Linked DNA regions of Mus musculus: region 1 is linked to region 2. A link is a contact called in public promoter capture Hi-C data. All regions are on one chromosome and are shown on one strand. Each heading gives the region's core, a stretch centred on a gene start, on an enhancer-like site or on the middle of the called end of the contact. The rest is flanking DNA. Distances are from core to core; before and after follow the strand shown. Region 1 overlaps Ola1 (Obg-like ATPase 1). Region 2 has its middle 13 kb from the start of Gm39850.

Evidence for each region. Promoter capture Hi-C pulls out the DNA fragments that hold promoters and counts their contacts.
Region 1: a promoter capture Hi-C map of the HPC-7 cell line shows a contact between it and region 2, with 1.9 times the contacts expected there. The contact joins two enhancer-like sites. A contact is called at or near these places in 8 of 39 promoter capture datasets (the C10 cell line, the HPC-7 cell line, cranial neural crest and 4 more), 2 of 484 Hi-C or Micro-C datasets (the HPC-7 cell line and nephron progenitors), 6 of 115 datasets of contacts at active chromatin or transcription factors (CD8 T cells, the HPC-7 cell line, bone marrow-derived macrophages and 3 more) and 1 of 9 other capture datasets (adipose tissue).

Annotation. Positions count from the first base shown.
Region 1 is chr2:73,142,775-73,147,776 of GRCm38.p6, forward strand. The region is part of intron 5 of Ola1 (Obg-like ATPase 1); the gene reads right to left. Among named protein-coding and RNA genes, the nearest start is that of Ola1, 69 kb to the right of the region's middle. Within about 2 kb of position 3,522, at least 20 of the 459 cell types and tissues checked have an H3K27ac peak or open chromatin away from gene starts, as enhancers often do. A contact at or near this core is called in the HPC-7 cell line and bone marrow-derived macrophages, where this site is marked.
Region 2 is chr2:72,993,780-72,998,519 of GRCm38.p6, forward strand. No RefSeq gene overlaps it. Among named protein-coding and RNA genes, the nearest start is that of Gm39850, 13 kb to the right of the region's middle. Within about 2 kb of position 2,067, at least 221 of the 459 cell types and tissues checked have an H3K27ac peak or open chromatin away from gene starts, as enhancers often do. A contact at or near this core is called in the HPC-7 cell line and bone marrow-derived macrophages, where this site is marked.

The sequences.
Region 1 (5,002 bases), core at 2,272-4,771, 150 kb after region 2:
AATATTAAATGAACTGACCCAAACCTTTTTTCTTCTGAATTAATTTTTTTGCCAACCCCTTCTCCCTGTCACTTCTTCACTGCTCCCCCCACCCCAACCTGCCAAAGCCTCCATTACACAATGGCAAGAGCCCTGCACTGGTGACCTCCAACCAGCTGCATTCACTTTCAGAACATCTCTCTCTGCTGGAAATCTAAAGGCCTTTTAGTTAGCAAGCTAGTGTGCATTCAGAAGGAGGAACTGCGGGAAGAGGCTGGCGGGCTTTGTTTCTCTGGCCTTTCTTCACAGAAAGATTAATCATCTGTGAAATGGAAACGCCAAACAGCAAGTGACACAAACTGAGCCCTTCCAGCCTTTCCTCATCAGTTCTGTGGGCCCGAGTCTAAGAGCTGCGTGTGGCCAGGGCTCCTTACAGCCTGGCAGGTGTTAATAAAAGGCTCTCGGGGCTGAAAGGTCAAACCGGGCTCTTCCACAAGAGGCATATTTGAGAATCATCTGGGCCTTCTGTTTTGAGGACATTTTTTTGTTTTGTTTTTGTAAAGATAATTTATGGACCTGCTTTAAATATTCATTTCTTAAAATTTGTTGCAACACAATTATTAGTAATAGATTTCCTGAGAGTATTTTTATATTACTATGACCAGTTATTGTGTTGTAAATGTCCATTTGTATAAATTATCTCTATATTTAGTATACCTTCTTTGCAAATCTTACTGTTACCAACAAGAAAAATAAAGAAAAGGCCCTATATCCTTCGATCCTGATTTGAAGTCCCCCAGGGAAAGGACTTCCCATGGATTTTAACAAGGAAGGGGCAAGACGAAAACTTTTAATGAAATTGAACATGTTCTGCTTAAGAATAATCACTTTTACTCTTCTATAACTGAATTTCACTCATAAATGTTTAAAAGTGGCTAATGTAACACCATTTCCTACAAGGAGAAGATCAAAGTGCTATATTACAAATGCATTATGATTAAAAAAGCCCTGTGCAGCCTTGCTATTAACTGTTCTTTAAACCCTAAAAGGCTTCCCATAGATCTCACTTGGCACTGCATATACAACCTTTGACAAGTAATGTAGACCATTTTTATTCATTGCCTAAAATTGTAGGCAATTATGTGCGTCACACTGGCCACCTGCAAATCCTGAATGCCTGCTGCAGTTGTCAGTGCAAAAAAACTAATGTCGGAGGGGATTAATCTAGGGGGAGAGAGTCCTCTTTAATGGCTCCAGCAGGTGAAATGGCCCAGCTGGTTACTATGATGAGTGGCCAGAACAGCTTATGTAGAGACATGCAACAAGATTATACAAAAGAAGGAAACAGAGGTACCATCTTATACTTCCTTCCATTCATCCTTTTCATTAAAAAAAGAAAGTAGACAAAAGAAAGCCAATTCAAAATAAGAAAGGGAATTAAATTTTAATCATATAAAAAGTATAAAATACTTTTGTGACAATAAACATTTTCACAAAGCCACAGGGCCTCAATGAGTGCTGATCACTAGTGAAGGAATTTCAGGTTCTCTTCATTTAAAAGTAACTCAATCTTGCCTCAAGCACAGAGGCTGTATCACAGAGGTATTCTGGCATCCGTTTTGGTGTTTTTTCTTTCACACTATAAACTAGGAACCAAGTCCACTGCAGTCCACCAACAGTGTTCTCCTCAGAAGCTACTGTTGTATTAGATTACTGAACGATGCCAGTTTTAGCTGAGACAAACCAGAAGTAGGTTGCACTCAGATAAGATTATCTCACGTAAATAATCAGTAGGTGCTATATTTTCAGTATGTCCTTTTCTTACATAAAAGAAAAATTAATTTTAGTAAAAAATTAAAATCCTACAGTTGATCTGAAAAACATCTAATTGGAGCAAAAGGGGGTTATCTAGATAAAATAAATTATAGGCTAAGTAAATGTTTCTCTTATGGTTACATATATAAGCATACATATTAATAGATATAATATATTAATAATACATATAAAAACGAGCAGTCAAAATTTCCACTTAAATAAATTTAGTTAGTTGAAAAATATATACTTTACTCACTTTCGGCACAAATGAGTAAAGACATTACTAATCCCTTTGCGTTAATCTTTAATGCATTTTAGCCATTTGAGATTTTATATTTCTTTTTAAAGATTTCTATTCATGCGTGTCGGCTATGTCTGCCATATGTGTGCAGCTGCCTACAGAGGGCAGAAGAGGGCATTGGATCTCCGGGACCCAGCAGTTGTGAGCCTCCTGATGATTGAGCTGGGGCTGCATTCAAGTAGTCTGGGAGAGCAGCAAATAACCACTGAGCCATCTCTCTAGCCCCTGAGATGTTCTTACTTATGAGTACTTTGCCTGCATGTATGTCTGTGTGATATGTGTGTGTGGTGCCCATGGAGGTCAGAAGAGGACGTCAGACCCTTTGGAACTAGAGTTACAGATAGTTATGAGTCACCACAGTGGGTGCTAAGATCTGAACTCAGTCCTCTGTAAGAGCAGTAGTGCTCTTCACCACTGAGCCATCTCTCCTACTCAAGATCTCATACATTATAAAGAAATGCAGATTTTGGAACATGAACCTGGACTGCTTATGTAACCATCTAACATTACTAACTCAGAACCCCTAGATCTCTCAGACACTAAGGCACCAACCAGGCAGCATACAAAAGCTGGTCTGAGGCTCCTGCCACATATATAGCCAAGGACTGCCTGGTCTGGCCTCAGTAGAAGATGCACCTAACCCTTGAGAGACTTGAGGCCCCAGGGAGTCGGGAGACCTGGTGGGGTTGGGGGGACATCCTCTTGGAGATGGGGGCTGGAGGGGAGGAGGAATGGGATGAGGAACTGTGGGAGAGGGGACCAAGAGGGGCCAACACCTGGACTGTAAAAACATAAAAGTAATAAAAATATGAAAAATATATTCTCTGTATTATAAAGGATAAACCTGTCTGAATTTTATATTAGCTTGTAGTTTTATGGGCATACTAATCATAGATCTAACAATCTAATGCTTAAGTATGGAAACAAATCCTAGGTGTAGTGTTTATGATGGAAGGAAAAGGATTAAGGATTACCAGGAGAAGCAGGGATGGAGCTCAGAGGTAATGACTGGTTAGTGTACACAGGACCCTGGATTTGAGCTGGCACATTCACTAGGAAATAATGGAGAAGGTTGGGTTGAGGCAGTGCTCTTGCACTTGGATTTGGATACACTACCATGATATGTCTGAAAATCCAAGGGGAATCAGCCAGGAATTAAATATACTCATTTGGAGCTCAAAGGCTAGATCAAGGCTAGGGATACAAACTTAGAATTTACCTATATTTAGACAATTAATTCTAGTCATGGTTAGGGATTCTACCACATAGGGAAAGCTGTTATGATTTAAATGTGAAACATCTCCCACAGGTTCTCGTCTTTAAACACCTGGTTCCTAGCCCACCAGTGTTGCTATCTGAGACTGTGAACTATCAGAAGGTGGAGCCTCCCGGGGGGAAGTGGGTCATCAGGAGAAGGTCTTACAGTTTTATAGCCCAGATGTGCTTCCTGTCCTCTGTTTCCTTCCTGCTGCACAAAGCTGTAAGTAAGTAGCTGCCACTCCTGCCAGTGTGGCCTGGAGCTGGTCCTACTGCCACACTGCCCCCATTACCACAGAACTAAAATAAATTCTTAAAGTTGTTTCTTCTCAGGGTTTTGGCTAAAGCTTTAACAAAAGTAATCAGTACACAAAATTGCCTCATCATGTGATCTGTAAGTATTTGGAACCAGTTTACAGAAGAAATGAGGAAGAGTTCAGAGCTGCAGGCTAAAGCAGGGTTCCTAAGACTTCTCCCATTAATAACCTCGTTATACCTGAGCAAATTTTAATGGCCCTGTGTATAGAGGTATATGAAATATGCAAATGAACCAAGTATTTACTGATAATAAATTATACAGATTTTATTTTAAAACCATTTTTGAATGCATATATTACCATTTATTAGAAACTGGAGCAACTTGCATACTATGAGATGGGGGTTTACATAAAGAATTAAATGCCGGCTGAATCTTTGATACTGCCGCATGTACAGCACCTTCAGTGTTTCAGAGTTGACTGCCAATGCTGAGAAGACCCTTCACAAAAATACAAGTACAAGATGGCAGAAGTCACTTTAGGGCCATTTCTTTCTTTCTTTTTTTTTTTTTTTTCCCCCGAGACAGGGTTTCTCTGTGTAGCCCTGGCTGTTCTGGAACTCACTCTGTAAATCAGGCTGGCCTCAAACTCTGAAATCCGCCTGCCTCTGCCTCCCAAATGCTGGGATTAAAGGTGTGTGCCACCACCACCTGGCTGGGCCATTTCAAAAACTGTTAAAAATTCTGTCTTAATTCCAAGCCCAAACTCTTCATTTGATAAAAAACAAAAACAAACAAAAAACTACAAAAAACCCTTTCAGCCAGCAAGCTGAACAATCTAAAATCAAACAGGCGAATGCTGTCAGAAACACCTTGTATTCGTTACATGTTTAATCATGAATAAATTTTTGGCTGCCACACACTTAGAAACCTTTTTAATGTTGCCACGTTTTCCACAATTCTCTATGTTCAGTTATGAGGGTTGTGTTTAGTCAGGCATGGTGCGTGCCTTTATTCCCTGCACTAGGGAGGCAGAGGCTGATGGACCTTTTTGAGTTTGAGAGCAGCCCAGTCTACAGAGCAAGTTACAGAACAGCAAAGGCAAATAGAATCCCTAACTCAAAAACACAAAAGTCATCACCATCGTCATCCTCACAGTCACTCATCATCTGTGAGGTACATAATCCTACCGTAGACCTTAATGGGCCATTCTGGTGGGAGTCAGGCTGATAAATGTGGACCACAATGATTATGCTAATCAGACTGGACAAAGAAACCAAAGTCTATCGGAAACTAGACTTTACTGGTTAAAGGTCAGGTCTCTTAATATCTTCCTCCTAGCTCTTAAAAACTTGAGTTCGGCTGAATTCAAGTCATAGACAGTAAGCAACCGT
Region 2 (4,740 bases), core at 817-3,316:
CTGAGTTCGAGGCCAGCCTGGTCTACACAGTGAGTTCCAGGACAGCCAGGGCTACACAGAGAAACCCTGTCTCAAAAAAAACAAAAACAAAAACAAAAACAAAACAAAACAAAAAAACCAAAACCAAACAAACAGGGGAGCCTTCCAGTTCTGGAATTTCATTCATTCCGGATATAGTCAAGCTGACAACCAGGAACAGCTACACTTGCCTACAGACCAATCCTATGGAGGCATTTTCTCAATTGAAGTTCCCTTTCTCAAAGATAACACTAGCTTGTGTTAACATGACCACCTCCCAGAAAACAACAACAACAACAGAGATAGTAAACATAATTTGTTTTTTAAAAAATAATTTGATCAAAACTTGGGGGCCTGGAGGGATAGCTAAGTGCTTGATGTGTAAGCATGAAGGCCTGAGTTCACACAAAAGCTAGTGGGGTAGTATACGTGCAACCCCAGCATGACAGAAGAACTGGATTCCAGAATGTTCTAGCCAGCCAGTTTAACCAAAACAGCAAGCTCCAGATTCATTGAGAGATCCTGTCACAAAAAAAAAAAAAAAAAAAAAAAAAAAAATGTGGCATGTAAACGAGGAAAATACCTAAAAAAAAAAAAAAGAAGAAACACAAACTGATCAAAATGTATATACTAATGGTGTATACCATCATGTTTTGAAATATGTATATATCATGGTATGATAATGAGTAAATAAACTAACATATGTATTACCTTATATATTTATCCTTTTTTAAGTAACTAAGAACACTTAAAATATTAAGACATAGAACTGGCAAGATGGTTCAGTGGAGAAAGGTACTTGTTGCTAAGACTAATGAGCTAAGCCCTCCTCCCCCCCGAACCCCAGCATGGTGGAAGAAGTGAAGGACACACACACACATAGATTAGTTTTTTCTTTTTTCTTTTTTTAAAAAGAATTTGTTTATTATATGTAAGTACATTGTAGCTGTCTTTAGAAGAGGGTGTCATATGTCACTACGGATGGTCATGAGCCACAATGTGGTTGCTGGGATTTGAATTCAGGACCTCCTGAAGAGCAGTCAGTGCTCTTACCGGCTGAGCCATCTCACCAGGCCCCAGATTAGTTTTTTCTAATGTAATAAAAAATGTTGAAGCTGGGCGTGGTGGCACACGCCTTTAATCCCAGCACTCGGGAGGCAGAGGCAGGCGGATTTCTGAGTTCGAGGCCAGCCTGGTCTACAAAGTGAGTTCCAGGACAGCCAGAGCTATACAGAGAAACCCTGTCTCGGAAAAAAAAAAAATGTTGAGCCTGGCAGTGGTGGTGCACGCCTTTAATCCCAGCACTCGGGAGGCAGAGGCAGGTGGATTTCTGAGTTCAAGGCCAGCCTGGTCTACAGAGTGAGTTCTAGGATAGCCAGGGCTACACAGAGAAACCCTGTCTTAAAAAAAAATGTTGAAATCTACTGTCTTGGCAATCTTCAAGTAAGCAGTCCTTGTTATTAATAAGTCACCGTACTGTACAGTGAGCCTTAACTTAACCCATCTAATCAATCTAATCGAGACTTTGTACACTTTAGCCAGTGTCTCCCCTCCTCTTCCTGCCTCAGCCCCTAATAACCAGCATTCTTCCCTTTCTATTTGACCAGCATCCTCACTTACATGTGAGATCACACAGTAGTTCTCTTTCTATGCCTGACTTGTGTCACTTAGTACATTGTCCTAGAAGTGGGTCTAATTCTAAAGCAACAAATTAGAAACACTCTAACATTCCTCCAGGAACCCCAGGTTGCACCCCTGACCGACTGCAGAAGGCCCCGGCCCAGATCTGGCTCGGTAAAACTGCATTACAGACATATTTCCTTGAGCATGTCAGCTGCCTTCATTCCCTTGCCGGGGACCTCAAGTTGCCATCCACTTTCAATATTAATGCAGCATGCAAGGGGAACAGGAGGATTGCAGCCCAGGCTGAAGCTGGGCTCCAGGCCAGCATACAGAATGCGTCTGGGCATGTCTGAGGGACTTGCCAGAAGTCTCTCTGCAGGAGGGATGGAGGAGGCTCACAGAAAATAACATCCTGAGGCAGTGGGTGTGGGGACTCAGTTTTCAGAGTCACCAGGGAAACTTTGAAAAACAATGGCTTCCTGCACAAGTATGTCCCTCCTTTTCGAAAGCCCTCACTCTCATGTTCTCTCACTCTCTGTCTCCTGGTCCCTGTCCACCCAGAGGTGCACAGGAGCCAATGACACCACTTCAGCGTCAGACTCAGCCCTTGGACTAGCTGTACACATTAGACCTCACAGGCGTGTTAAACGTTCAGAGCAAATAAGCTCCAAGACTCTAGGGTTGAGCCTGCTCGGTGAACGCTTTCATACTTTAGGGGCTGCCTGCTGTCAGGGCTTCTTAATAATGACCACAGACCCTGGGCAGTTCAAGAACAGGCCCAGGGATCTATGAATCCCTGGAACAACACACAGCTTACTGAGGGTGTGTGTCTCCTTTTCTGTGAGTTTCCTCAGGTTATAAGGAGAGTGTGACAATTAACAATGACTGCCCTGGTGGCTGCCAAAAAAAAACATTAGTGAATAGATTTTTGTAAGATCATGTAAATGTTTCTATGGCAGGAATTAGCCAGATAATAATGCTGCCCTTCCCGTGAATATGATTTTTACCTTAACCTGCCAAGACAACAGTTACATGAGAAATATGGATTCCCCACCCCCACCACACACTCCAAGCCTGATTCCAAAGCTTCTGCCTCCTCCCCAGCCAAAACCCAGTGTCTCCTTCCTGAAATCACTGCAATCCTTGGGACACCTCACCTTTCCCTAATGCTTTCGCTAGGAATATGCATATCATATCTCTCCTAATTATAGCCTCTGAGGGGAGGAGGAAGTCTGTCTTGTCCGTCTTCTTTCTACCTCAGTTTCCAATATAACACATTTACCTCATTATCAGATGAGAGAACTGATTAATTATAAATCATTTAGACTTGCTAGGCCTTTCTACTTTCTATGAAAACAACTAACCACATTTCCTTGCCCACGCTGCACTTAAAATACACTCCTTATAACGGATGGTGGTCTGCTCTATTAATTTACCTGGTTAGGAAATACTAGGCAGGTACTATCACCCACTGTTTTCCTCTCTTTTCTTTTTACTTGGTTGTGAACGTAGGTATATAAACCATCATGCCTTTTGTGAGGGACACAGAGCACCAAGCATGTTGTGTCCTGGTGCAGATGTGTACGTCTCGCAGCATGGACACACCTCAGGGAAATGTCTCATAAAGCACAGACCAAGCTGGGACAGAGGTTGGGAGGGACTAAAATACAGCTATTAATATAGGAGCTTCGTGAAAGAGTCCGCCCATCGGATTATGGGAGCTCTGTTCTGAAAGAGAAAGAGAAGCCTGAACCTGCCTGTAGGAGAGAGAGCAAACAGGAAGACGGCCCAGCCTCAGAGGTGGGTGTGGCCTGGCAGCAGTACAAGAGCTTTGGAGTTGGCTCCATGCGGGCTAGATAGGCAAGAGGTGCCAGGTGCTGGTTTTAGGTTCTGTTTTGTTTTAAGTCTGTCTTCTCATTTGGTCTTTTTCAGATTTGTGTAGGAAATTTCTGACTCTAGTCATTATACGTAACTTTACATTAGTGATATTGATTTAGGAGCTGCTTTCCTGGTTGCCAGAGACTCCCAGAGAAACCTGGCACCTTTCTCCTCTCTCTCTCTCTCTCTCTCCCTCTCTCTCTCTCTCTCTCTCTCTCTCTCTCTCTCTCTCTCTCTCTCTCTCTCTCTTTTTGGTTTTTCGAGACAGGGTTTCTCTGTGTATCCCTGGCTGTCCTGGAACTCACTCTGTAGACCAGGCTGACCTCGAGCTTAGAGATCCCCCTGCCTCTGCCTCCCAAGTGCTGGGATTAAAGGCGTGCACCACCACTGCTTGCTACCATTGGGAAAGTCTTTAAGACAGAGACCAGGAAAGTTCGTGCGGGTCTAGTTTAAAGCCACTTAAATCTCAGTTGAGGAAACAGCCAAGCAATGCCAAGGGGCTTGCCAGTGTCACACAAGAGGCCTAGAAGTATCCTTTGTTCCCTTCTTCTCAGTCTACTGTGTTTCTATCATACTAAACCCCCAAACAGGCACAATACACTGTGTGGGATGTAACTGGTGGAAAGAGCCAAAGGTGTGGCAGGGCAGAGAGGCAGTGCTTGAAAATAACAACAGAAGGGCCAAATATCCAGTTCTAGTGAACTCTGCTTTGGGCTCTGAGCTCGTCCTCCTTATCACCTGAAAGGAGACTAAAGCAAGATATGCACTCGTGTGGGATCCTAAGAAGCCTTCAGTAGTTACAGGCCAAACCTGTACACTAGAATTAAAAACAGTGCCCCATAAAATGAATCCACCTTTATGTTTTGTTTTGTTTTGTTTTGCCTCAGTTTACTAGGATGAACCACCTTTGAAAAGGTCCAGTCTTGTCACAATGGTGTAGGCTTAGATTTTTTTTTTCAATTTACATTTTTTTCTTTTCTCAACTTTTATTTTATTTACATCTCAATAGAGGAGCTGATACCCACAGCACAACGAACATTCTCCTTTTCTGAGCCCACTACTAAATTTATTTTTTATAAGGGTTCGTAAATGTTTTAACCTCCTTCCTAGCCCATCATCCATCAGAGGTAGTAAAAAGAAAAGGTTAAAAGAGCAAAGGAGGGTGCAGACCTGTTTAGAAAGAGTTCTTTGGAATAAATCTAATCTTTGCTGTCAGAATAT